Regions from separate parts of the Mus musculus genome. Here all the other regions are linked to region 2. The links are chromatin contacts, called in public Hi-C, HiChIP or PLAC-seq and promoter capture Hi-C maps. All regions are on one chromosome and are shown on one strand. The core of a region is the stretch at or near the end of the contact, and the rest is flanking DNA. Distances in the headings are between cores, read along the strand shown. Region 1 holds the start of Msra (methionine sulfoxide reductase A). Region 2 holds the start of Ints6 (integrator complex subunit 6). Region 3 holds the start of Trim13 (tripartite motif-containing 13). Region 4 holds the start of Tnfrsf19 (tumor necrosis factor receptor superfamily, member 19). Region 5 holds the start of Spryd7 (SPRY domain containing 7). Region 6 overlaps Dleu2 (deleted in lymphocytic leukemia, 2). Region 7 holds the start of Arl11 (ADP-ribosylation factor-like 11).

The links. Promoter capture Hi-C pulls out the DNA fragments that hold promoters and counts their contacts. Hi-C and Micro-C count contacts between places; a contact is called where the count stands out from the background. HiChIP or PLAC-seq counts read pairs in DNA pulled down with a chosen protein or histone mark.
Region 1: a Hi-C map of uterus shows a contact between it and region 2, with 11 times the contacts expected there. The contact joins the promoter of Msra here to the promoter of Ints6 in region 2. A contact is called at or near these places in 3 of 39 promoter capture datasets (the C10 cell line, liver and pre-B cells) and 1 of 484 Hi-C or Micro-C datasets (uterus).
Region 3: an H3K27ac HiChIP or PLAC-seq map of microglia shows a contact between it and region 2, with 7 times the contacts expected there. The contact joins the promoter of Trim13 here to the promoter of Ints6 in region 2. A contact is called at or near these places in 5 of 39 promoter capture datasets (cranial neural crest, embryonic stem cells, hippocampal neurons and 1 more), 5 of 115 datasets of contacts at active chromatin or transcription factors (astrocytes, embryonic forebrain, embryonic stem cells and 2 more) and 1 of 9 other capture datasets (adipose tissue).
Region 4: a promoter capture Hi-C map of pre-B cells shows a contact between it and region 2, with 2.7 times the contacts expected there. The contact joins the promoter of Tnfrsf19 here to the promoter of Ints6 in region 2.
Region 5: a promoter capture Hi-C map of pre-B cells shows a contact between it and region 2, with 4 times the contacts expected there. The contact joins the promoter of Spryd7 here to the promoter of Ints6 in region 2. A contact is called at or near these places in 6 of 39 promoter capture datasets (3T3-L1-derived adipocytes, cranial neural crest, embryonic stem cells and 2 more), 5 of 484 Hi-C or Micro-C datasets (B cells, CD4 T cells, embryonic stem cells and 2 more), 4 of 115 datasets of contacts at active chromatin or transcription factors (astrocytes, embryonic forebrain, large pre-B cells and 1 more) and 1 of 9 other capture datasets (liver).
Region 6: an H3K27ac HiChIP or PLAC-seq map of thymic regulatory T cells shows a contact between it and region 2, with 7 times the contacts expected there. The contact joins the enhancer-like site here to the promoter of Ints6 in region 2. A contact is called at or near these places in 4 of 39 promoter capture datasets (cranial neural crest, hippocampal neurons, liver and 1 more), 7 of 484 Hi-C or Micro-C datasets (CD4 T cells, CD8 T cells, embryonic stem cells and 2 more), 7 of 115 datasets of contacts at active chromatin or transcription factors (astrocytes, embryonic forebrain, embryonic stem cells and 3 more) and 1 of 9 other capture datasets (liver).
Region 7: an H3K27ac HiChIP or PLAC-seq map of embryonic stem cells shows a contact between it and region 2, with 5 times the contacts expected there. The contact joins the promoter of Arl11 here to the promoter of Ints6 in region 2. A contact is called at or near these places in 1 of 39 promoter capture datasets (hippocampal neurons) and 4 of 115 datasets of contacts at active chromatin or transcription factors (astrocytes, embryonic forebrain, embryonic stem cells and 1 more).

The regions. Positions count from the first base shown.
Region 1 is chr14:64,439,514-64,442,802 of GRCm38.p6, reverse strand. It overlaps Msra (methionine sulfoxide reductase A), which reads left to right and starts at 1,763. Exons shown (of 6, transcript NM_001253712.1): 1 at 1,763-2,093. The coding sequence starts at 1,958.
Region 2 is chr14:62,759,294-62,762,565 of GRCm38.p6, reverse strand. Ints6 (integrator complex subunit 6) reads left to right here and starts at 1,454. Exons shown (of 19, transcript NM_008715.2): 1 at 1,454-2,018; 2 at 2,323-2,400; 3 at 3,216-3,272. The coding sequence starts at 1,908. It overlaps 4931440J10Rik (RIKEN cDNA 4931440J10 gene), which reads right to left and starts at 2,065. Exons shown (of 7, transcript NR_045503.1): 1 at 1,980-2,065.
Region 3 is chr14:61,597,546-61,600,807 of GRCm38.p6, reverse strand. It overlaps Trim13 (tripartite motif-containing 13), which reads right to left and starts at 1,296. Exons shown (of 3, transcript NM_023233.3): 1 at 1,238-1,296; 2 at 913-1,014.
Region 4 is chr14:61,044,884-61,048,258 of GRCm38.p6, reverse strand. Tnfrsf19 (tumor necrosis factor receptor superfamily, member 19) reads left to right here and starts at 1,404. Exons shown (of 10, transcript NM_013869.5): 1 at 1,404-2,144. All of the region lies in intron 2 of Gm41167 (a long non-coding RNA gene), which reads right to left.
Region 5 is chr14:61,555,377-61,558,650 of GRCm38.p6, reverse strand. It overlaps Spryd7 (SPRY domain containing 7), which reads left to right and starts at 1,765. Exons shown (of 5, transcript NM_025697.4): 1 at 1,765-2,130. The coding sequence starts at 2,025.
Region 6 is chr14:61,646,117-61,649,668 of GRCm38.p6, reverse strand. The region is part of intron 1 of Dleu2 (deleted in lymphocytic leukemia, 2); the gene reads left to right. Among named protein-coding and RNA genes, the nearest start is that of Mir15a, 16 kb to the right of the region's middle. Within about 2 kb of position 1,283, at least 436 of the 459 cell types and tissues checked have an H3K27ac peak or open chromatin away from gene starts, as enhancers often do. A contact at or near this core is called in CD8 T cells, astrocytes, embryonic forebrain and 8 more, where this site is marked.
Region 7 is chr14:61,307,963-61,311,493 of GRCm38.p6, reverse strand. Arl11 (ADP-ribosylation factor-like 11) reads right to left here and starts at 1,741. Exons shown (of 2, transcript NM_177337.3): 1 at 1,557-1,741; 2 at 1-854. The coding sequence starts at 751. The coding sequence ends at 221.

The DNA of each region.
Region 1 (3,289 bases), core at 514-3,013, 1.7 Mb before region 2:
GAGAATGTGAACACCGTATCTTGAAGGATATAAATTGTTAGAACTTGCCAGAAGCCTGAGTGTAATTAGGATGTAATTACAGCACGTGACAGTAAATATGGAGGCTGGCTCAGAAGGAAGTTGTTGGAGTCTAAAGGAAAAGCAATGCTTAGTCCTGAAAATAGCATAATTATTTTCTCTCCTCAAAAAACAAATCTCAGAGGTTTGATATGGTAGCCACAGCTTTAATCCCAGGATTTAGGAGGCAGAGGCAGGTGGGTCTTTGAATTCCATGCCACGGCTACAGAGAGAGACTTTGTAATCAACAAACAAGCCAGGAAACAACTCAGCCAACACAGCTAGTTTGTTAAATAAGGTTAAACTTGTATGAAGGAAACTTTAAAGAAATTGAGATGCTTCTTTCTTTCAAAATGCTTGCATGAGTATAGTACAACCATTAGGATCATTGAAAACATTTAAACAGTGTACACAGAACCCTCAAAATGTTTAAAGTGGGGCCAGAGAGATGGCTCAGCAGGTAAAAGTGCCTGCCACCAAGCTTGGTGTTTTGAGTTGGATTTCTAGGACCACAAGGCAGGAAAGAAACTTTAGTAAGAGACCCACTACTCTGAATAATAAAACTCTAAACAATGCTTTTACTTTATTTTTTTAAACTCATTTCCCCTTGGTAGGTAAGTAGAAATGTGTGTGTGTGTGTGTGTGTATATATATATATATATATATATCTTACATACTAAATATTATGGACTGTGGTTCTGGGATACCTAACATTACACAAGCAGTTTCCCTTAACATTACAAATTCTTCCGTTACACAGTATTTAGTTACGAAGTTTTTCTTGCATGACCCTTGTTCTGTCAACCACAAAACAGAAAAAGCAAGTCACTGTGTGTCAAAGGGCAGTAAATTACAAGTACAATTTTTTTTAACACATTTTTTTTTAGTGACCAGGCCCTCTTCAAGCCTGGACGGGACATCTTGGATCTTGGGATGGTTTCAGGCAAGGCCTCGTAGAAAGAACCTGCTTGGCATAATGTCACAGCAAAAGCAAGCCACAAGTAAACTGTTGAGAACAAGTTGGCCCAGGAGACTTTTACATTATAAGACAAACACCTTAATCTGTTTAACGTTGTGTGTCTGGCAACATTCTATGCAGTACACTAATCCTAGTCCTTATATTACAGTCCCACATGAACACAAAGTGGTAACTAAACCCACGGAGAAGCTTAGCTTCAAAGCTTCAAATCCCTGTGGGCGCTAATCCTCAGTTCCTTCCTTCATGTGAGACTACCCGCCCATTTTGGCAGTGTGTAAATCAAAAATCTCATACAGGACCTCTGAAATCACTCATCTGGTCCTAGCCACCTAAAGATTAAGGCTAGAGATTCAGTTTAGGAATATTCTCTCATAATTTCTGAAGTCCGTCTGGTCCAACTTCACCATTAACTTCATTCACATAAAGCGTTTAACAATGTATTTGTGCCTACATTGTTTACTTTATGGGCTGTGAGATGCGCTGAAGAATGTATTTATACATTTATACACGTACACACACTATATGTTTATATTTCATGTTGAGTACTTGATCCTTTGTGGTGTTGAGAATTGTGCTTTGGTTTCACTTTGGATCGATGTGACTTATCAAGATGGTTCCGATAGAAATAGACAAATTTCCTAGCTGTCCATCTAGCCATCCTCTTATAGGTCTGCCTTTCTTCTAGCTCGCTGCCTTTTTATGCACACACATTGATTTCCCTTTTCTACTTTGTGGTTGAGTGAGTACATCGCACCCGGAACCCTGGCTGCGGAGGTGGAGAAACGGCAGCAACTCTGACCTCCCGCGGTGGCGCCCAGCCAGCATCAATTTTGGCCCGCGCGGCTTCACGTACTCTGGGAACTTTGTCCCTCAGAGACAGCCAGGCCTGGAGGTCTGCCCCGCGAGACGGACACGCCGCCCATGCTCTCCGCCTCTAGAAGGGCTCTCCAGCTCCTCTCTAGCGCCAACCCGGTACGGAGGATGGGCGACTCAGCTTCGAAAGTCATCTCCGCAGAGGAAGCCTTGCCGGGACGCACCGAGCCGATCCCTGTAACAGGTAAGGTGGCACGGCTGCTGAGCATGCGCGTGGAGCCTGCGCACAGCGCCCTCCCGGAAGAAGACGTGCGGGACCGCGGGTGGGTCCCAGGTCGGAGTCTACGCGTGCGCAAAGAAGCAGCGAATCCCCCCCTCCCCCCAGTTCTCCCGCCCCCCAGCCCGGGAAGGGCGGGAGCTCAGCTGGGCAGTCTCCTGCCTGCGTGCTTCTCTTTGTTTGAGTCTCGCTCTGAAAGACTTTAGCGTTGGGATCGACCCAGCCCGTTTGCTGGTCTGCAGCTCCGTATTTGGGGCTAGTGGAGTCTGGTGGGAGCCCAGCCTTAGTCTTCCTTTTCACCTAGGCCTCTAGGAGCGTCTAGCGGTGCCAGTTCATGGAAGCGCTGGAGGCAGACCTAACAACGCTGGGAACTTAGGTTTTGAAGTGTAATTTTCGGCCAGAGCTGGTTGCAAGAACCCTCCCCAGTTTGTAGTTATTTCAAGGGCATGCTGGGTTGTCTCCCCCGTTTGCAGAAACTCCACGTGCTATGGATGAAGCCTCTAAGAGGTGTCTGTGTGTGCTCCCTTAAGCCCCAGGCGCACGTGAGAAGATCAGCTGATTACCTGTGTGACTCAGTTTTCTCCTTGCACCACTTAGGACCTAGGAGTTGAAATCGGATTGTAGTTCTTGTTGACCTTTTACCTTGTCAGCCCTATTGTAATGTTTCTAACCCCCCACTCTTGGGAGTATTCGTTCCTGAAAGGTTCTCACTGTTCCCAGTACAGAATCCAAGTTCATGTGCTTTCCACTTGGAAAGGGACCTGAATATTTTAGAAAGAGTGGGGACAAAGAGAATGACTTATTTGGTAAGTTAGCAAAACCAGAAGAAGGTGGCCAGGTAAACTGTTTTTTTTTTTTTTTTTTTTCAGGCTCCATTTATCTTCAGGCAGAGAGGGTTGAGGAGAGGGGTTTAGGGCAGGAGCTGACAAATTATAGGCCTCTAGGTATCTTTCTAGTTTGGAGTTAGGCGTCATAAACCTGGAGGCCAGCGATCCGTTGACCTGACCCGTAATCACAAGGCTACTGGATACTTCTGTGGACAGTGGAAATATCTTATCTTGATCTCTTCAGACTTGAAAGGGGAGAGGAGAGGCTAGGAGATTTTGCTAAGCCATTAACCTTGTGCTACTCAGTTCAAACAAACATTCCTTGAGTGCAAAGTA
Region 2 (3,272 bases), core at 205-2,704:
ACAGGGACCACAATTCATATATTAATTTCTACCAGCCCCAGGCATAACTAGCCTGCAGCACATCCTGGTTGTTATTTAATCAGTTAATAGTCTTACTCTCTAATAAACTCATGCCTGTACTATGGTTTATTCCCATAGAACAGTATGCTACTATTTACTGATAATAAGTTAAACAACGTTCTGAGGCTTTTGTTTTTGAAATATTAGGAAAAGCCCAAACAACAAAGCCTGATTTTAAAAAAGCGCCACAAGCATGTCACTACAGATGCCCAGCAGGCCAGAATTTCAGCAGAGAAAATCCGGAAATGCAGGGCCAGTGGGAGAAGCCCTACAAATACCGACTCTTAAAAGGCCTCAATGTTCCGAATTCAACTCATATTTCAGGCAGCGGGTCTTGCAGTTTCCCAACTACATTTGAGAACAATTCTCCGGACTTGCAGGTGCAGACTGAAGACTTAATATGACAGGGGTTGAGAATGTTTTCCGACACAACACTGGCAAAGACTTGAGAGGCGGGTTTCCCAGGAACCTATCTATTCTCTGGGTCACCTGCGCAACGTGGTCATCCCTTTTCACTTTTAAAACGAGGGCAGTGGATTAGGATTTGGAAGGCCCCCCTTTCATTTCTTAATCTAGTCTAGTGCCTTAACACGATTTGAAGAGAGAACTAGGTTGGAGAGGACAGTTGCTTTACTAGTCCACATCTGAGTTCCGCTTCGGGTTTGCAGGGTTGGGTGAGGCACTCCAGGGCTGGCTTCCTTTTCGGTGGATCCTCTGACCGGCTAGAGCCGGAGCCGAAAGACCGGCGGGGATTAATACCAGGTCATAAACAACCTCTCACTTCCCCTCCCCCGCCCCCTCCGGGCCGCCCCAAGGCCCGGCCTGCTGCAGCCGCGTGGGCCTGCGCGCTCCCGTATTCTTCGTCCGTTCACCCTTCTTGGCCCTGCGTTCTCAAATCGCGACGCAGGGCCCTCACCCACAGGTTGGGGGCGGCTTCCACTTCCCTTCTCCCGACCCTGTCACCGCGCACAGCCAAAAGGCCGGCCGCCTTGACACACACGCCTAGGGCCGCTGCCCGCCCTCCGCGCGCCGACGCAGTCCCCGCCCCAACCCGCGGTGCTTCCGCGGCCTGTCCCCGCCCCTTCCCGAAGCCCGCCTCCCGGCTGCGGGCTTCGGGCCGCCCGCCGCCCCTTGCGCGCTGGCTCTAGCGTGCACCCGCTGCCCCGCCTCCGCGCGTGCTCAATAACTGTCCTCTCGGTCGGCCTGCAGGCTTCCCCCGCCCCTGAGCTGTTTGAATATGCTAATGAGGCTGTAAGGACCAGCCAATAGGGCAGTGGGCCTGTGGATCACATGACCCGAGTACGTGTCAGGGGCGGAGCCTACGTAGCCCCTGCCCGAGTTAAAACCGGAGTGTGAGAGAGAAAAGCGCTTCAGTAGCGAGAGGGGCTGAGAAAGTGGTGACACCGCTGGGGTGCGGAGGGAGTCTCTCAAACTTCTCTCAACAGCCCCAGGGCCAATCTCCCCTCAGCCCACTCCCCTCTTCGCCAGATCCCTGGTCCCCACTCCCTGCACTGGGGGTGGGGTGGGGAACTGGGCCCGTCTCCCGCGGGGACACACACAGGGTCCGGGAGTGGGGACGGGACCCCCAGGCCGGGGGGGACGGACGGACAGACGGCCGCGCGGCCGCCCCAGCGGGCAGGCAGGCCGGAGGCGGGGGTACGGCCGGGAGGACCTGGGCTGGGGAGTTTCCTCTCAACTATCGGGGGAGAAACTCCCCATAGCTGGTGTTTTCCTCCCGGGGGCCGCGTTCCCCGCCCCGCGTATCGGCGGTTGCCGCCGCCGCCGCCGGTGCTTCCACCTCTGCCATCTCTTCACCACCTCGGGCCCCGGTGTCCCCGGCCAGCACTATGCCCATCTTACTGTTCCTGATAGACACGTCTGCCTCTATGAACCAGCGCAGCCATCTGGGCACCACCTACCTGGACACGGCCAAAGGCGCGGTAGAGACCTTCATGAAGGTACCGACTAACCCAGCCCCGGTGGTGACCCGGACCCGGTGGCCCGCGGGGGGCAGGGCGGGGGGCAGCGGGTTTACTGCGGGCTCCGCGGGCGCGGGGACCCCTCCCCCACCGCGCGGGCGGGCGGGCGCTGGGAGCGGGCTCTGCTGGGCCTGGCCCATGTGGGGCTGCTGTGGGTGCGGGGGGCGGCGGAGGGACGGCCCTGCGTGTGCGGTACTGTGGGGGCGGCCAGCGACCCTTCTGCGACTGGTAACCTCGCCTCTGTGTTTCCCTCTCTCCCGCCCGTCCCCACCCTGGCCCGCAGCTCCGTGCCCGGGACCCTGCCAGCAGAGGAGACAGGTATATGCTGGTCACTTTCGAAGAGCCGCCCTATGCTATCAAGGTAACAGCCCTCGCCCTCCCCCTCCCTTCCCTGATCCTGCCTAGCTCGCCCTCCCCGCCCCCTCTTCATTATGCTCCCCTCCCCCACGGCCGCTCCCGCCTCCAGGTCCCTTCCCCGCGGCCTCCCACCCCTCCCCAGCCCGGGAGCGTCAGCGAGGTGGCAGTTTCTGGCCCACCGCCGTCCCCTCCGGGTCCTGCTCGGCCTGGCGGCGGAGGCGCTACGATCAACATGGCCGACATTTCCCCTCCGCGGCGTGAGCGGCAGCAATGAACTGTGGGGGATATTTATTCAAGTTAGCCCGAGTGACAGCGGGGCCCAGCCTTGCCTAGCCCGGGTTTGCATTAAAAGGGAATCAGCCAAAGCTGGCAGGGAAGCCTGGAGGGGGGCTTCGAGACTTGGTCATCACAGAGTGGAACTAGGAAGGCCACCGATCGGTGGGACAGCTGTGGTCAACTTAAGAAGTCCTGCTGCCATCTGCCTCCCACTAGCACCGTCGCAACACCCGTCCCTTGCACACAATTTGGAGGATGTTATGTTAGCAAATTTCCCAGTGAAGTTATTAAAGTATTAAGACGGTTGTTAACTTAACAAAAGGTGTAGGGCAAGCAGGTTCATTCTTGGCCACCTTTGGAAGAGTTTCCTCACCAGAGACAACAGTTATAACACATTCCCCAAGCCATATCAAGCAAAAGTGAAGTTAAATATGCAAACCTGAAATGGAATACCTACTTGGTGGACATCACATTGTAATCGGTGTCCATGTGTGTACATGACTTCAAATGATAAAAAAAAAAATCTTACATCTTTCTTTTCAGGCTGGATGGAAAGAAAACCATGCAACGTTTATGAATGAACTGAAAAACCTTCAGGCA
Region 3 (3,262 bases), core at 47-2,546, 1.2 Mb after region 2:
AGTTGGGAAGGAAGGCTGAAGACATGGGTCTTCTGGGCCTGGACCTGTTACTTTCAGTGCAAAACACTGACCAAAATCAACTGACACTTGCAGGTTACAATCAGTCCATCACTGAGGTAAGTCAGAGCAGGAACTCAAGGCAAAACAAACTGCTCTCTATTCCCCACAACAATGCCTTCCACCATGGAACCCACTCCCAACCAGCAGACACCATCAAGAATGTGGATGGCTGCCTGTCCATAATGGGCTCCTGCTTAGCTGGTTCATCAGCCTAAAGATAGAGCTGCCCACAGTGTGCCCAGTGTAAATGAAGACATATCCACAGACCAATCTGAAAAACAATTACTCAGTTCAGATTGTTTTCAGGTGATATTAGGCTGTGTGAAACTGATGCTTAGCATTAAATAGGGCAGAGGTGTAGTTCCCGGGTAGACTGTGATAGCATACTCCAAGGTGTAATTTAAAGCAAAAAAAAAGGGGGGGGGGGCATAATTGATTAATAGCCCCATTGAGTCCTAGCACAAAGAATGCCTATATATTGACATTCTGTTTTAAAAGCACTCCTCATACAAATGTCTAGAAAGCTGCAGGAATCTAAAGCCCTGCTCTACAGCCCCAGTAGCTGGACAACTAAGACAAACCACACAGAAGAAATGTTGCTGGATTTGTTTCCTTTAGAGCATACTTTTTTTAAATTATATATAGTAATTACCAAAAAAATGAATGGCAAGCATGGATTTTTGAATCCATGAGTTTTGAAATATGAAAAGAACAAAGGCCCTATTATTAAAGGAGGTGGTGAAGATATACTTATTCTTTTTATTTCCATCTGGAATGGTCCTAGGACTAATAAAATCGGGTATTTTTCCCCTTCATAAATACCAGAACATAAAGAAAAATAATACGGTTTACCTTTGTTCCAGGCAAGTATATGCTTTTGGCAAGCTTACTATATTTTCTGTGGAGAGAGCCAGTTCGTTTTCCCTCACGTTTTGACGGTAAAACTGGAGAACACTGTAGAGAAAGGAGAAAGAGTGTCACAGGCACAGATCTGCATTCTTGGCCCCCTCCTAGCCAGGGGGCCTCCCCAGCGGCGCGCTGACCTTCCCGACCGCGACAGTAGCACCGCTGCCGCCAGGCCGTGCCGCCCGTCACCGCCCACGCAGGTGTCCCCCGGCCGCGGCAGCGGGGCCAGCGACTCCCGGCCCCCGGTCCCTACTCGGAGCACACTGCTCACCTCCACCAGCCAACTGGGGCCGGGCTGCGCCGGTGCAAAATGGACACGGCGACCACGCCCTCTGCTTCCCGCTGTCCCGCGCCTGCGCACCACCTAGGTCGCCCAGCCTCTGGATAAGTGCTCTGGTGACGCCCACGCGCCGAGTTTGGATTGCTGTATTTTTGTTGTTGTTGTTACTTGCATTTTTCAAGAACAACAAAAACAAAAACACAGCCCAACCCTTCACACCACTTTGCCTACTTTTCAGGACCCAGCGGGCTCGGCGATCTCTGGGTAGAAAACCATTGACCCAACTTTATAGAAAGGCACTACTTCCCAGCACTCGGGAGTCAGAGGCAGGCGGATTTCTGAGTTCGAGGCCAGCCTGGTCTACAAAGTGAGTTCCAGGACAGCCAGGGCTATACAGAGAAACCCTGTCTCGAAAAAAAAAAAAGAAAAGAAAAGAAAAGAAAAGAAAAGAAAAGAAAGGCACTACTACGGTTCCCCTCAGAGGCAGGAACTTTTAACTGGTTTTAAAATATCTCAATCAATCAATCAATCAATAAAAATAAAATAAAAAATAAAGAAAAACCAAAATAAAATAAGATAAAATAAAATAAAATATCTCGCCCTGATTTCCACCTCCTATGCGGAGACCGTGGTTACAGAGGATGAAAAAGATGGTTCCTATCCAAACTTGAAAGCCGGTAAATGCAGGGTGATGTGTGCTGGAGGAGCACGTCTACTCCCGCTTGGGAAGGCCTGGGCCTTTAGGAGAGCAAATTTGGGGAAAGCGCGGTTCCAAGTCATGGAAAAGCCCCTCTTGCCCCCTTCCGCCCATTGCCTGTGGTCCCGGCTACACCATTCCTAAGACCAATCCCTGTCATTTCTAACTTAGTCCTCACGAGAACGTTACAGTGGAACCAAGAGCCTTATCCTCTAAATGAACAGGTTTTCTACAAGGTGGAAAACCAAGACGAAGCTGTGGAGGGTTTCCTCAAATTCCAACGGCACGTGTAACCGTTTATGTATACCACTTGACACGTGAAGCGTAAACTGGGGTAAAAACCTGCTAGATCGGGGAGGTAGCTTCATTTTCTAAACTATATACAAAATATATATTATTTATAAGCCTGATCCTACAACTAAACTTCCAGCTCTTTAGAAACTTGTGTCATTCTACGGAGCTAATCCACCTTTCTCTTGAGTTCCTCCAAACCCAGCAGGGCCCCTTAGCGCTCTTACCTAGATTTCCGTTTTGCCCGAGTCCTGCCTGTACTCCACTGTTAGCCCAAACGCAAAGGATGATCTCTATCTCTTAACTGAAGCTCCTTCCATAAAGGCCAAAAAACAAAGGAGTGGGGGCCTCCATCCAATGGCTATAAAAAGAAGCCTCTAGCTCCTCCCCCACACCCTTGGCAGGCTGAACCACTTCACCACCAAGATGGGGGGAGGGGGGAGGGCTCCAAGACAAGTCAGTAGGAGCCAAACCACTTCACCTTTACAGTGGCTCAGGGCCACCCAACCGACATAGCCTCAGGTCAGAGAAAAGACCACAAGACTTCTCCCAAGCAATTTGCCTCAGCATTCTTACCTAAGGTTTTCTGAGGCACAGCCAAGCTGCTTCTTGTTAGGACACACCTAACTGCAGCTGATAACACAATATCTACCTAGTCTTTGATGGTTTGCTAACAGTTAGGGTTTTTTGTTTGTTTGTTTGTTTTGTTTTGTTTTTTGTTTTTTTGAGACAGGGTTTCTCTGTGTAACCCTGGCTGTCCTGGAACTCACTCTGTAGACCAGGGTGGCCTTGAACTCAGAAATCTGCCTGCCTCTGCCTCCCAAGTGCTGGGATTAAAGGCATCACCACCATGCCCAGCCTACAGTTAGGTTTTCTATGTACAGTAATCAAATATCTTGTAACAAACAGGTTCTTTCCTACAGCACCAAAAATGTCAGTGCAAATGAAAGCTTTGTCCCAGGCCCACACAAAACTTCAGGCATAATATGCTGGCAACTGGGCACAGTGGCACAGGCCTTAATCCCAGA
Region 4 (3,375 bases), core at 155-2,654, 1.7 Mb after region 2:
TCACCCAGAGATAAGAGCACCTAGCAGTTTCCATTGGCTCTGGAACAGCAAACTTGATGAAGGCTCTGGGCATGGACCCTAGACCATGGAACATCTGGGTTACCTCAGAGAAAAGTCAGCCTTCTTGGAAATAGTTTGCCCCTGATTTCATGAGTCCTTGGAGCTCAGGAGCTCTGTAGGTACAGGTGTCTTGGGATAGTATGCAAAAGCATGCCTGCTCATTTGAAGGATGTGAGGCTGGGTACATTGTTCAATTGGTGGAGTGCTTGTTTAATATGCATGAAGCCCTAAGTTCAGAAACCATAATCACATAAACTGAATGTAGCAGTGGATGTCTGTAATTCCAGCCTTTAGGAGGATCAAGAGTTCAAAGCTGTCTTTGAATAAACAGCACTTTTGAGGCCAGCTCATGACACTGGAGACCCTGTCTCGAAAAGGAAAAAGAAAACAAACAAGTACAAAGTAAGCCCCATGTGTCTCAGGGACATTTCAGAGATGGAGGGCATGAACAGGCCCTGGGGTTCAGCCTCCACCTCCCACTGGGGAAAAATACTGGAAACCAAATAGATCTATTTAAGTGTTACAATGAACTCACAAACCAAGTATTTTGCCATCAAGATTTACACAGGAATCAAAGACAGCTGGAGATAGACAGGGCATAAACTATTTTTAAATATCACACCAGGAAAAATGAGATGCAACTGATAAGAGAAGGAAGTCACAGGAAGGAAGTGGGTTCCTCTAAGGGTGCTGCAGATGATATTTTTCAGTGCCCTTCTGCAAACAGATGCAGTTCCATCATATAATGGAAATCTTTTCTCTCTCCCAGAATAAACAGCTCCATGTTCAAAAACATGCCACATTCCGACCACAGTGCTTTACCAGCCTCGTGGGTATTCTAAACAACGGACACTAAGTTCCGTTTTACAGTACAGAAAATAAGGTGGCGATTTCTCAGCTGGATCCAAACTGTGATTTGTGCTTTGCCTGGGACAGAAGCTGTGGAGTGATTGCAAGCAAATGCTTTCCTCTAAGTCACCTTTCTGTGACTTTTAGGAGTCGCTAGAGGTATCCATGATTGCAACTCAGAAGGAAGGCATCCTTTGTTGTTGTTGTTTTATTAGGACCCCAAATTTAGATTAACAAGCTTCTGACCCAGGTGTCCAGTGAGCTAGTGGCGGTATCTCTGTAAGTTGTAGTATCCACTCCTTCACTCAATGAAAGCCATACTTGACTGGCGCCACCTGTAATACTTTCACCAGGAAAAGACATTTTACTAATTCTTAAAGACTTGTCGCAGTATGTGTGTGTTGGGGTGGGGAGCCGCGCGCGTGGGGTTGGGGGTGGGGAATCAAGCTTTTTAAAACGTTTGCCTGTGACCCTGGCGGTGTAAGGCAGGTGTTCGGAGAAACGGCCTAATTAAACACTGCTGTGCCGCTCTGCTGCGTTTCGGACTACCCTGCTCTGGTAGGGACTTCGTGCTTTTTGTCACAGGCAGCGGCTTGATGCTGTCTACTGGAACCTGCAACGATCCAGGACCTTACAGGCCCGGAGCACAGAGGCCCAGAGCAGTCCTGGTGTGTCCCTCCCAGCCAAGAGACACACTGCAGGGCTGTCGCGGGCGAGGCACAGACCAACGCGACTAGAAATCAGGCTGACTGGCTTCTCCCGGCCAGCCCCACGGCACGGCATGATGTCATGGGAGCTGCCACTCAGCGAGATGAAAGGGATGCGGCGCAGCAGCGCTGGCACTAGGCAGCCCAGCTGGGGCACCGCGAGAGAGAGCTGCAGATCCAGCCGCTCAGCCCAGGCTGGGGAAGCCTGCTCTCCAGAGCTGGGGCAGAACAACGTGGCCCACGTTTAACAAAAGAACCAGACGGTAGCGAACTTTCTAGATCTGCGCGCGTAGCGAGTAAACTCAGCCTTGCCTTTGATGCGCAGCAACTGATCGGCGATCAGATTACAGGCACTCCATCTCCTAGTTCGCCTGCCTTTGATCTGCGCGGGTAATCCATTTTCCTGGATTTGAAGTTTGTCTGGGCTTGCGCCCACACACATTTTTGGGAAGGTAAAAGCGTTTGGCGCGGAAGTGCTACCAAGCTGCGGAAAGCGTGAGTCTGGAGCACAGCACTGGCGAGTAGCAGGTAGGCGTTCGTGTGTGGTTGGAACTTTCACTGCGTTTTCCTCGCATGTTCAAAGGGGGAAAAATGGCTATCAGCTCCCAGCAAGCATGCCTGAAGCCAAGTCCAGCACCAGGCTGCGTGCACGTGAAACTGAATTTGATTCTTGATGCAATTGTTTCGCGGTTTGCACAAGAGTTTGATATCTGTCATGCAAATCTTACTTGGAAGTGAGTAGTTCCAACAGGACAAAAACAGAGCCTCGCTAATGTTTGTTGCCAGCAGGGTTTCAGACGCTGGAAGCTGGGCTGGAAAACCTCCTCTTACTTTATTTAGAAACGGTGGGATTCTGTTAACACCCCCTCACTCCCACCCCACCTTCCTTTCTCTTCCCCTATCTCCCCCCACCCTACGGAGCAAAACTCCTCTCTAGCAATCCTAGCAATATTACTACTTTATTCTCCGGCCTCCGGGAGATGTGAATCTATCGCACATGTGTCCTTGCCATTCGCATTCCCAAGGGAATCTCTGCAAAGGCATTTAGGACTGAAGCCTTTCAAGTGTAAAGCGGAGGAACTCGGAAACAGGGAGCGCCAAGCTGCGTTAGGTTTGGCTAAAAATACCCAAGCCAGGCTCTGTAACCTCTGAAAATAGGAGAAGCTTTGTTTACAGAAACACTCCCGAGGTTAATATTCTTAAATTAACATTTACTCTAAATATATAGTGACAGCTGTTGTGAGTTACAATTTGCCAACTGTTTACCAAAACTATCTGGCAATCAACAGTTATTATGTTACATGAAGTATTTTAGCCACATTTTCACTTCAATTAGTGCCCTACAAAACCAAATTATACTGGGCACCCAGCTTGCCAGTTAACTGCTACTTGTGAATTCATAACTTCTACACACACACACACACACACACACACACACACACACACACGCACGCACGCACACATACACATACACACATGCATACACACAGACACAAACACACACAGAAACACACAAATACAGAGACACACACAAATACAGAGACACACAGAGACACACAAGCACACATACACACAGACACACAAAAACACAGATATACAAATACAGAGATATACACCGACACACACATGAAGACATACACTTAGATGCACACAAACACACACACATAGACAAACATACAGACACAAACACACACAGACAGACACACACACAAACACACACACAAACACACTCAAAGACATGCATACACACAGACACAGA
Region 5 (3,274 bases), core at 516-3,015, 1.2 Mb after region 2:
AATTTTAAGTTTAAACTTTAAAATCTGAGATGCTAAAAGATGTGGTGAAGCAAATAAAGGGCTGGAGTTGGACCCCTGGGGTTTGTATCATACTTTGTATATTTTCTACCTTTGTGAAATTGCACAGTCATTTAACCTATTTCTTCATCTATAAAGTAGGGACAGTATTGAGCTTGAAATGTTGCAAAAAGTCTATCGTGTGGTGTGTGTGTGTGTGAGAGAGAGAGAGAGTGAGAGAGAGAGAAAGAGAGGATTATCAAGAGTACTTCAATAGATATAGAGGCAGTGAGGGAGAGGGGATAGTCTGAAATTATTTTAGCAATTACTTTGGGTATTAATTCTGTAATAACTAAGTCTCAAAGTAAAAAAAAGCCTTGGATATCTCCCTTAGTATCATAATATTTATTTATGTATTTGTTTATATTTTATGTGCATTGGTGTTTGAGGATGTCAGATCCCCTGGAACTGGAGTTGCAGACAGTTGTTGTGAGCTGCCATGTGGTTGCTGGGCATTGAACCCAGGACCTCTGGAAGAATAGCCAGTGCTCTTAACTGCTGAGCCATCTCTCCAGCCCTAAAAATATTTTTATAAATAGAAGAAACCAAAGTCTGAAATTTTTCCCTCATCCTATGGCTAAAAATCTCAATAAAGTATATTTACACTCAGGTGACTAAAAGGTTATGTATGGGAAACCATTACTAAAGAATTGGGAATTTTTGTTCAGTTTTCCAGGATTTGATGAAGACCCAGAAAACTTCCAGGGTGGGAATCTTATCTTGGAAGAGAGGTTTGAGCCAGATTCTGTTGGGACACCATGGGGTGTGAGGGATAACGACAGACAGATAACAAGTGACCCCCACTGGGGCCTTCCTTCGATATGGTAATAGGAAGCAGCAGACCCCCGTAAGAGCTGAGTTTCTCTTCACCCTCTCTCAGGGCATTCCCTTCACATTTCTAGGAACCATTGGTGCACCAGAAAGCTGAGTAAGACTGTCTGATCGGAAAGCAAGCCTGAAGACCTGAGTTCGATTCCCGGATCTCCAAGGTAGGGGGAAGAAAACCTATTTCTGAGAGTTGTCTTCAGACCTTGCCGTGGCACGAGAGCGCCTGAACGCACGTCCTGAGCACGAATATACAATAATGACTTTTTAAAAAGTCGTCTTTCGGCCCTGTCCCGACCCCTTCCCGTAGTCCCCTCATAAGGGTGACTGCTTGCAAGTCCTGGGTCCACGCAGCAATCAACCCAATGATAAACGCCGGTGCATGGAAAATGCGAAGAGCCTCGCCGCACACCCAAAGACCGGGTCCTCGGAGTCTGCGTGGCAGGATGCGGAGAGCCGGAGAGTTCCGACGGAAAACTCCCGGGCGTTTTATTAGCTCCATGCCCAAAGGAGGTCTGCCGATCCCTAAAAATCACTGCGGAGCCGCCCCAGGCAGCTACCAGTAGCGCGCCGACACAGCACGGAGCTACTACGGAGGCTGAGGCGGTCAGGGCTGGAGTTCCAGACCCTATAAACAGCACAGAAGGCCCTGTCAAACCAGCAACAACCACAGCCGCAGGGAATCCCGACGACTCTCAGCTCCACCATTCACCTGCCAGCCACAGGGCCTAGGGGAGGACGCCGCAGCACGCCTGCGCACGCCGCCACGCCCACCCCATGTCAGTCAGGCCACTGGCCACGCCCACTTTCAGAAACCCGGACCTTTTCCCCAACTCCGCCCTCTTCCAGGCGTCAGGCCACTGGCCCCGCCCTCTTTCAGTCAGTCAAGCCCGGGCCCCTGCTCGGCTCTCTACAGCGCCCTGCCCACCCGCCACACCCTCTTTGACTTGGGCTGGCCGCTGGCCCCGCCCACCTCCCGACACCGCCCCGCCCCTCCGGGCGGTCCTCGCTCCTTCGCCGGGGGACCTCGCCTCAGTCTCCGCTTCGCCTCCCGGCCCTGGCGTCGCTGTGCGGGCTGCGAGGCTCCCGCGACCCAGAAGCACTCGGGCGCGGGCGGAGCGGTGGGGCTGTGTAGCTACGCCATGGCCGCGTCGGCGTGGTGCTGCCTGCGCTGCTGCAGGGACGGCGGGACTGGCCACATTCCTCTCAAGGAGATGCCGGCCGTACAGTTGGACACGCAGCACATGGGTAAGGGCCTCCCGACTGGACCCAACCGCCCACCGAGGGCCGAGGGAAATGGGGCGGGGACCACGTGACCACGCAGCCCCCTGTGGCCTCTCTGGCCTCGGTCATCGGGCATGGGCTGTGCCAGCCTCCCAGGGCTGAATCTCTCAGAGAGGAGTCAGGTGTTCCCAGGTGAGGAAGCGGGGGCGCTCGCCCGCCCGCCCGCCATCAGTGCCCGGGTGTCGAGTGTCACCTAGTGTTTGCTGAGTCCTGTCTTCAGCACTATCAAATATAGGCTGAAGCTTGTTCTGGGGGAGTAATTTTCCCCTCACTTCCTGAAGCCCAAACAGGGCCGGTTGCAGAAGCCTGGAGTAGAGCCTCAGGTCGTAACAAGCCACTTCCACTAAAATCTCCATTGCTGGACACCTTAGTCACTGTTGGGAACGCTGTAATTTTATCTGACTCTCGCCATCGGGCCAAGCGATTGCAAAATAGAACAGTGCTCCTTCTCATCCATTTTTTTCCAGTTCCCAATGGCTTTATAATTAATTTAATAATAATTTCTCATCCAACATTCCCCCCCCCCTGTAGCATCTTTTTCTACATAGGATTACTTCAGTTCTTAGACCCTTTCCAAGCTTCTGGAATATTATCCAGGCAGATTTCCCAGAATAATTATTTCAGTTAGAGTGCTGTCTTTTTGTGTATTATTACAATAAACTAATGCATTTTTTGATTTCCCCAAATACCTCATTGTCTAAAAGACTGTATTTAAGTAACACAAGCATTCTTAATATCTACAACAAAACTCTTTTCTGCCCAGATAATCTACAAGTCTGGAAACATTGCCCATTATATTTTCTATTGCAGTACTATACGCAGTCGTCGTTTACTATGGTGTACAGTGCCACCACAAATTTACAGTCTCTAGTACAGAATTTCAGTACTAAATACCTTTAAGCCCCTATCCATCACTATAGACAGTGGATGTTCAGATCTTGTACTTTCTCTCAGGAAACATTTCTATTTAATTTATTCACTCAATGAATATGACTTTTAGGTGATAAGATACTGTATTAAGGGCTGAGATAAGACTGCAGGACTGTAGTGACTTTTGAGCCCATGCTGTGCTGTCTATTATGTAGAACAATCCTTATTCCTGGCCTTT
Region 6 (3,552 bases), core at 34-2,533, 1.1 Mb after region 2:
TTCATAGAGGTGTTGTGGGCAGTGAGACACCTGATCCACAAAGCGTTTGATAACAATGCGTACCACATTATCAGTACCCAGTGGCTCTTACAACTTTTTCGGGGCTTCATACAACGGGAAACCTATCTGGTGAGTCCATAATTTACTCTAGCACTATTTTTTTTTTCTTTTGGAAAAGTACCCTAGTGACGTCCAAAAGATTGTACATCTTCGGCTCCAATCCAGAACCGAAAGCTCCGTCTCCAGTTCAGAATCCAAAGGCTTGTGCATGGTGGGCTGGTCGCACACCTCGAGGTCTGGGGTGGAGGGAAACGTCGGGGTGTGACAGCCGCCCGCTGGTCGTGTGATTGAACCGTAAAATTCCTACCTCGTGAGATGGTTCTAGGCTTAGGTGTGACAGATCTGGGAGGCGCTGGCGGAGGGCGAGAGCACGACAGCGATACGCGGTTTTAAGTTCCTGAGCGGCCACCCAGGGCTCGAAGGCGCACTCGGTGGCTTGGAGTTTAGTTAAAAGCGGTTTTTGTCTTGTTTTTACGAAACTCTTAAGATAGTCCCTGATTTGTTTCATCACTAGTGTGTCACCGGAGTAGTGTCCGAAAGCTGACCACCTCCACTGCCGCACAGGGGCCACGCAGGCACACACAGGAGCGCAAGACACAGCGGGGACTGGAACCGAGGAAGTAGAGAGCCTTGCGCCACGACGATCCTGCGCATGTGCCGGGGGAGAGGGAGGTAGAAGTTTCCGCATGCGCAGCAGGGTCGCGCGGGGGTGGGTGGGGGGAGGCAGGGACAGCTGTGGAGCCGGCCCGCGTTCCCGGCATGCCCCGGGGCGGCGGGGTTGGCTCTAACGAATTTGAATGAGGAGTCTCAGCGCTTTCGGCGCCATTTTCGAGTGATGCCTGATCTCATCAATCTAGCGGGAGGGAAGGGATAACCTGTCCGAGCCTAGCGCGACGCTAGGATCACGCCGGAAAATCCCCCAAAAATCATCAAAAAAATTAACTTAGAGCAGAGGGCAGTCGGTGGGGCTTCGCCAGATGCGGCGCAGTCGGTAAGAGCCTCAAGTAGCGAAGCGGGTCTCGAGAGGTGGCAGCGATGGGACCGGAGGACCGTGAGGGGAGCAGGGACCGGACTCGGGGTCTGCCCTCACTTTCGCGGCAGAAGCTCCCCCAGGGGATCCGGTTGCTGTAAGTTGGGTGTCCTCGGATGGGCGGCGTCCGGCCGCGCTCGGGTGGCGGGAGCGCGGAGCTGGGGGAGGGGAGGCGCGGTTTGAGCGGGACACGGCCGAGCGGCCGCCGCCCGACCTGTCAGCGCGAGCGGCCGGGGAGCTAGGCCGGCGCGGCAGGGTCGCCCGCGACAGGCGCCCGCCCGCCCTCCCCGGTGTGCACGGCGGTCCGGGCGCAGGCCGTCTCCTGCCGGGAAACTTGGGTCGCGGGAGAGACGGCTGCCCGCGGCCCCCGAGGTGCGCTGCGGAGTGCGGGGAAGAAACGACGCCGGCCGGGCCGGTCCCGGGCCGGATCCCGACCCCGGGCGCGGCGGATGGATGGATGGCCGCATCCAGCTGGGTCATTTTGTCGTTGCTCTCCCGGCGGTCCCCTCTCTCGCTCGAGGGGGAGGGGTGTCGGGGTGAAGGGAAGGACGGGGCTGCGAGCTTGCGATTTCCTGGCGTCGGGCTCTTAGAAGACTTTTTCCTTCTCCGGTCCTTGAATCGCAGCGTCTCAAGGAAAAGTAGCGTGAAACTTGGTGTCTCCTGCCGACAAGCCTTTGCACCTACGATTTAACGGTCATTTTGCAGTCCTCAACTTTCCTTGGGTACTCCTGACGCTGAGGCGGAAGAAAGCGGAGTTGTCTTTCCTTTGGGGGGGGGGTTTCTTTCTTTCTTTCTTTCTTTCTTTTTTTTCTTCGTTGGCTGTTGGCTTTTTGTCAACCCAGAGTCGACAGCTCTTGAATGAGCCAGTGACAGCTTTGACTTTAGGTAATGCTCGCTAGGTACTAGTCTTTGTGAAGAGTCCACGTTAAACTCTTGTGTCGCTTTCCTCCCTCAGCACCCCTAGATTAACCCTTAGCTCATGGGACGTTCTGCGGGAGGGTCGCACGGACCTGCCTTAGTGATCCTCTGCGGATGCTTTTGCTGCAGCTTCTCGGTTATTCGCCGAGGACTCAGGCTTCAGGAGACCCTCGGTGACTTGCTAGTCAGAGCAGGCCCCCTACAGAGCTTTCTCCCTCTGGAATTTTATCAGAACCCTGGATTTGGTGTGTGTCTGTGAAAACTGGGGGACCCGCCCTCATTTAGATCCCTTCCAGAAGAGTAGGAGCGCAATGTGATGTTTTTCAAATTGAGTCTAACGGAGCTCCCAAACGCCGGGCTTCTTACCCACTGATTGGCTGGAAGGAAGCGGGACTGGGGGGTTTGAATGTTGATCCCAGAGCTGATAATTCTTGACCTACGAAAAACTGTGTTTAGACAGAGAACTATTCAAATAAATACAAAATGTAAAATCGGAGTTTTTTTTTTAAGTTAGTACATAATAGAGTTGTTTCTTCCGTAAAAGCCTTTCAGATGGTTCTGAAATATATATATTTAAATGTAAAACTAAAGAGGCTGTTTTCAGAAAACTGTATTTCTGCTGTTGGAGTTATAAGACATTTCTGTTCTTCATTAGTTGAAAACTTCTCCGAAGGATCTAAGGTGTTTGGTTTTTCCTTTGATAAAATTTTTCCGTCTCAGTCTTCATGTATTTATTGGATACATATTAAGGGAAAATTGTTTCTTTCATTTTGATGAAAGTGAACTTTAAACTTAATCTGTTCTACATTTTTTTTTTTGTAAAAATTGAATGTACTCTTAGAACTTTGCAAATCTGTTTTTAAATGTTTTCTAACTGGGCCATTGCAGTGGATTTAAAAGTTTAGTTTACGAGTCATTTATGTTTCTTAGTTGAGAATATAACAAGTAAATATGCACAGGTGAGCATATATATTAATGCATTCCTTTTACAAATTCATTATGAGAGAATGTGTTGTATCGAGCAGTGCATATGTGTTGGTTTCTTTGACTGGTTTCAAAGTTTTTGTTTAGTGTTACTTGAGACAGGCGTCAATATTTATTACCCTGCTTGTCATTCCTTTTAATTCCATCTTGATAATAGGGTGTGGTTTTCAGAGTAGATGATTTTGAAAGGAACTTTTAAATTTTTATATCTTACAAATAATTGAAATTTTGAGGCATTATTTCAATTTAAGACAAACATGCATTTAGAAATATTCAAATGAAAACATTTTTATAAATGTATAGGACTGTAAATTAATTTATAATAAATACATTCTACTTTGTATTACTTTCATGATAATTATGTTTACTGAACCCATAATCTTTCTTTTTTTCAGAATCTGTTTATCTTGGATCTTTTCATAAAATTATCTATAAAATTCTATTTATTAAATTATACGACTCATTTCTATTCTGCATGTAATCATATGTAAACCCTGTCTTGCTTTTTACTGGTTTGTTTTTGTATTTTAATTTTTATTCAAATTATGTGACTGGAAGAG
Region 7 (3,531 bases), core at 492-2,991, 1.5 Mb after region 2:
GTTGATTTTCAGCATAACTGCCACTGAGAATAAGTCCTGAGAAGAAAATATACTGTCCAAGAGAATTGTGGTTTCTCGTGTGGTAAACTGAGCTTCCTTTTCTCAAGGTTCAACTGGCCCCGTCTGTTCATAGCCAGGATAAGCTGTTCTGCCCGCTCACGGGGTCCGCCTGACCCTGCTCCCTGTCCTGCTCCAGCCTGGAGTCAGAGGTTACTGCATTTCAGCGGGACTTCAGCAAATGCAGCAGGCTCTGCAGGGCTTCCTGCAGCCCCTGTCCTGTGAGAGCGCTGCAAGCCCGCAGCTCCCAGCAATGCTTTTGGAACCCTTCCAGGCCCAGCCTGTTTCTGATTTCAAGCAACGGCAGAGCACCAGGAGCCTCCTGCTTGTTGGCCAGTACCAAGAAGGGGACGCCGGCCATGTTGGGGTCTTCCAGGACTTCCTTGAGCTCAGCCACTGCCTCAGGCAAGCGGGCTTCATCTGTGCTGTCCAGCACGTACACAAGGAGGTCGATGCCTTCCAGGTAGTCCTTCCAGGTAGCTCTGAGCTGGGTCTGTCCCCCAATGTCCCAGAGAGTCAGTGACACATGTCCAGGAGCCTCAAGAGGCTCTACATTAAAACCAACAGTGGGTAGGGTGTCCACCAGCTGGTTTCCTTTCAGTTTGTACAGAATTGTGGTCTTGCCAGCAGAGTCGAGGCCCATCATTACCACCTGGGCCTCTGCCTTGTGACCTCTGGAATTCACAGAGCCCATGATGGCCCCTAGTAAATCCTCCTGCAGAAAGGCTGAGGACGCACATCAGCTACTCTTTTCTGAAGAAATGCAAATCCATGCATGCATGCACTGAGCTCCTACCCTAGAACAAAACAAGTCATTTTAGGGAAGGGTTTCAGACCCAGGCTGGACCCTGAAAAGCCCAGGAAGTGAGGAAGTGTGAGTCAACAGCAGCTGACTGGCCTCTGGTGCTGGCGGAGAACCACCTGAAGATGCAGAACTCCAGCGTCCTTCCTAAGTAGTTAAAGTAGAGGCGAAGGAAGCAGCAGCCGACCAACCGTGTTCAGGAGAGGCTGCAGAAAGGCATTTTCATTTCTCACTCTGTGGTCTCTGACCCTCCTGTTTCCTTCCTGGGGCCTAAACTCAGAAGTGGCAGCACACTGCATTCCAGAGAGTGGAGAAGCCAGGTCAGGGTATGCTAACTTCTTAGAACTCCTCCCAGGACCTGCACATTGGTCTCTCCAGTACCTACTGACAACCACTGCTGATTCAGGCAAATTTGAGTCAGAGCCAAGAACTTTTCCACACCATATAAAAAGCCTCTAGAATACTGTGTGCGTGTGCATGTTTGTGTGTGTGTGTGTGTGTGTGTGTGTGTGTGTGTGTGTGTTTTAAAGAATTCTAACCATGAAGGCCTAAGAACTATCTACAACTTAGGAGAAAGTTAGAGAGGCAGAAGGTGGACCATAGCACTCTTAGGAGTATGTGCATCAGATATCACTGAAGGAAAGGAAGGAACCTCATTCACTTCTGCCCTGAGAAAAAGAGCAAGAGTTAGAGTTACCTCTGTGGTTGCCTGGACTGTGGCAGACATCCCTCCGCTAGGGCACCTCTCCACAATCAAGCTTCTTTCTGCTGGTCGCCATGTCCCAAGAGCAGGATATGAAGGAAGTGTAGTGGCTGTTGCAATCTGTCCTGTTTTTGCTTCCTCTCTCGAGTGGTTAGGGCAGACATCCTCCCATATTGGGGGTGTGTCTCAAGACATCTCAGCTCTCCGTTGTTAGTGGAGCCCCGCCCAGCACCAGTTTCCCCAGTCTGAGGGACTTCACAAGTTCAGAGTTGTGTCACCCTTCCTTGTTTTCCTTGACTCCTGTGATCTCCCTGGGAATCCTGAAGCGCAGGCCACCCAGCACGGGCAGCAGTGGTTTTCTGGTGCTGGGAGACTCTTTGATTTGCAAAACTGTGAAGCTTGTCAGAATCAAAATGGAGTGACTTGTCAAGCCCAAACAAAAAAGGAGGAGGAAAAAATGAATTAATCAATAATTAATAAGTACATAAAGGAGCAGATCTTGTGCGTGCATGACTGATAAGCATTCATAAAAGACTCTGCTAGAACCACAACCTTACACAGACACACACACACACACACACACACACGCTCTCACACACTGGTTCTACAGAGATGTCTGTCCAACAACTGTTTAATTTTGGAATAGTACGACCCTTGTTATTTTCCTTTGCAGCCTAAGATGGTTTCATATAGTTATGCTCCTATTGTGTGTGTTCATGTGTATGTGTACATGTGGTGCATGAACATGTTTGTGTGGGTGTATATTCACATGTATGTACATGTGCATGCATATGGAGGCCATAGGTCAATTTCTGGCATGGTCTTCAGTTACTCTCCACTGTATTTTCTGAGACTGGGTCTCTCGGTGTCCTCACGGCCCTGTGCATGTCTGTGTACCTGGACCTCAGCCTTTTCCTCCGCATAGGGAGAGGCTCTTCTCCTAAGACACCTCTGTGGTGCTCATTCATTTGTCTAGACTGGGGTCCTCTGGCCGCCCAGTGCTGGGTTACAGGTGATGACACTGCCCAGCTTCCACAAGGTGCTATGCTCCTTCTGTTGTACGACAGGCACTTGGTTCTCAGAGCCATCTCTGCAGCTCATGGCTCCTCATTTCTTCCTTCAAAACCTTTCACCTGCCTCAATCCACCTTGAATAAACACAGTTTCCTCTGCTGCATGTATCCACATTGCAGTGTACGGCTATTCCCAAGTAAATGGCATTAGACTTCAGAGAGTCCCTCTGGTTAGACAGAACCACGTGTGTGTTAAATTGTAGAGTATAATTCTAAATTAAAAAAAAAAAACCCTCCAAAGGGGTGTGCGTGCATATGTGCATGTATATGTATATACACAAACACATATATATGTATACGTGTAGAACAGGGATTATGTTGAGCCTGGGTCAAAAGCTTATGCAGTTGGGCCTATTGGCTGTTTACCATTCTTCATAGGAGGAGAGGGCAGGGAAGGTCCAGCCACACACATCCCCAACCAGCTGTTTGCAATTCTTCCCTAACTGCATGTGGCGGTGGGGTCTTTTGGGATGAGCTAGAGGATGTAGGTTGGGAAGGATGAGGGGAGGAGGCTCCATCTACTCAGCTATGGGGAAGCAACCATTCCTCCCGGGTGCAGACCTTCTAGAGTGGCTGGTTAAGATCACCTATGCCCCTGTCTGTAACATCCCCCATTGACCTGACACACTCCTGGGTTCCCAGTGAGTGCTGGAGGACTTGCTCCGTGGTTTGTCACTGGGACCTGAGGAGGAGGGTAGGTGCTATTTTTGCCTCTCCCAAGGAAGGGGTTTTGATAACACAGTGTTACTTACAGTTCCATTCTTTGATCTTCAAAATGGTTATTGTACAATATAGTACATAAAAATATGTTATATAAAAAAATGAAGGGGCCTCCCTTCATTTTAGGGCTCCATTGTAGAGATAAACATAGCCAGATGGGGGACAGCCATGAGTAAG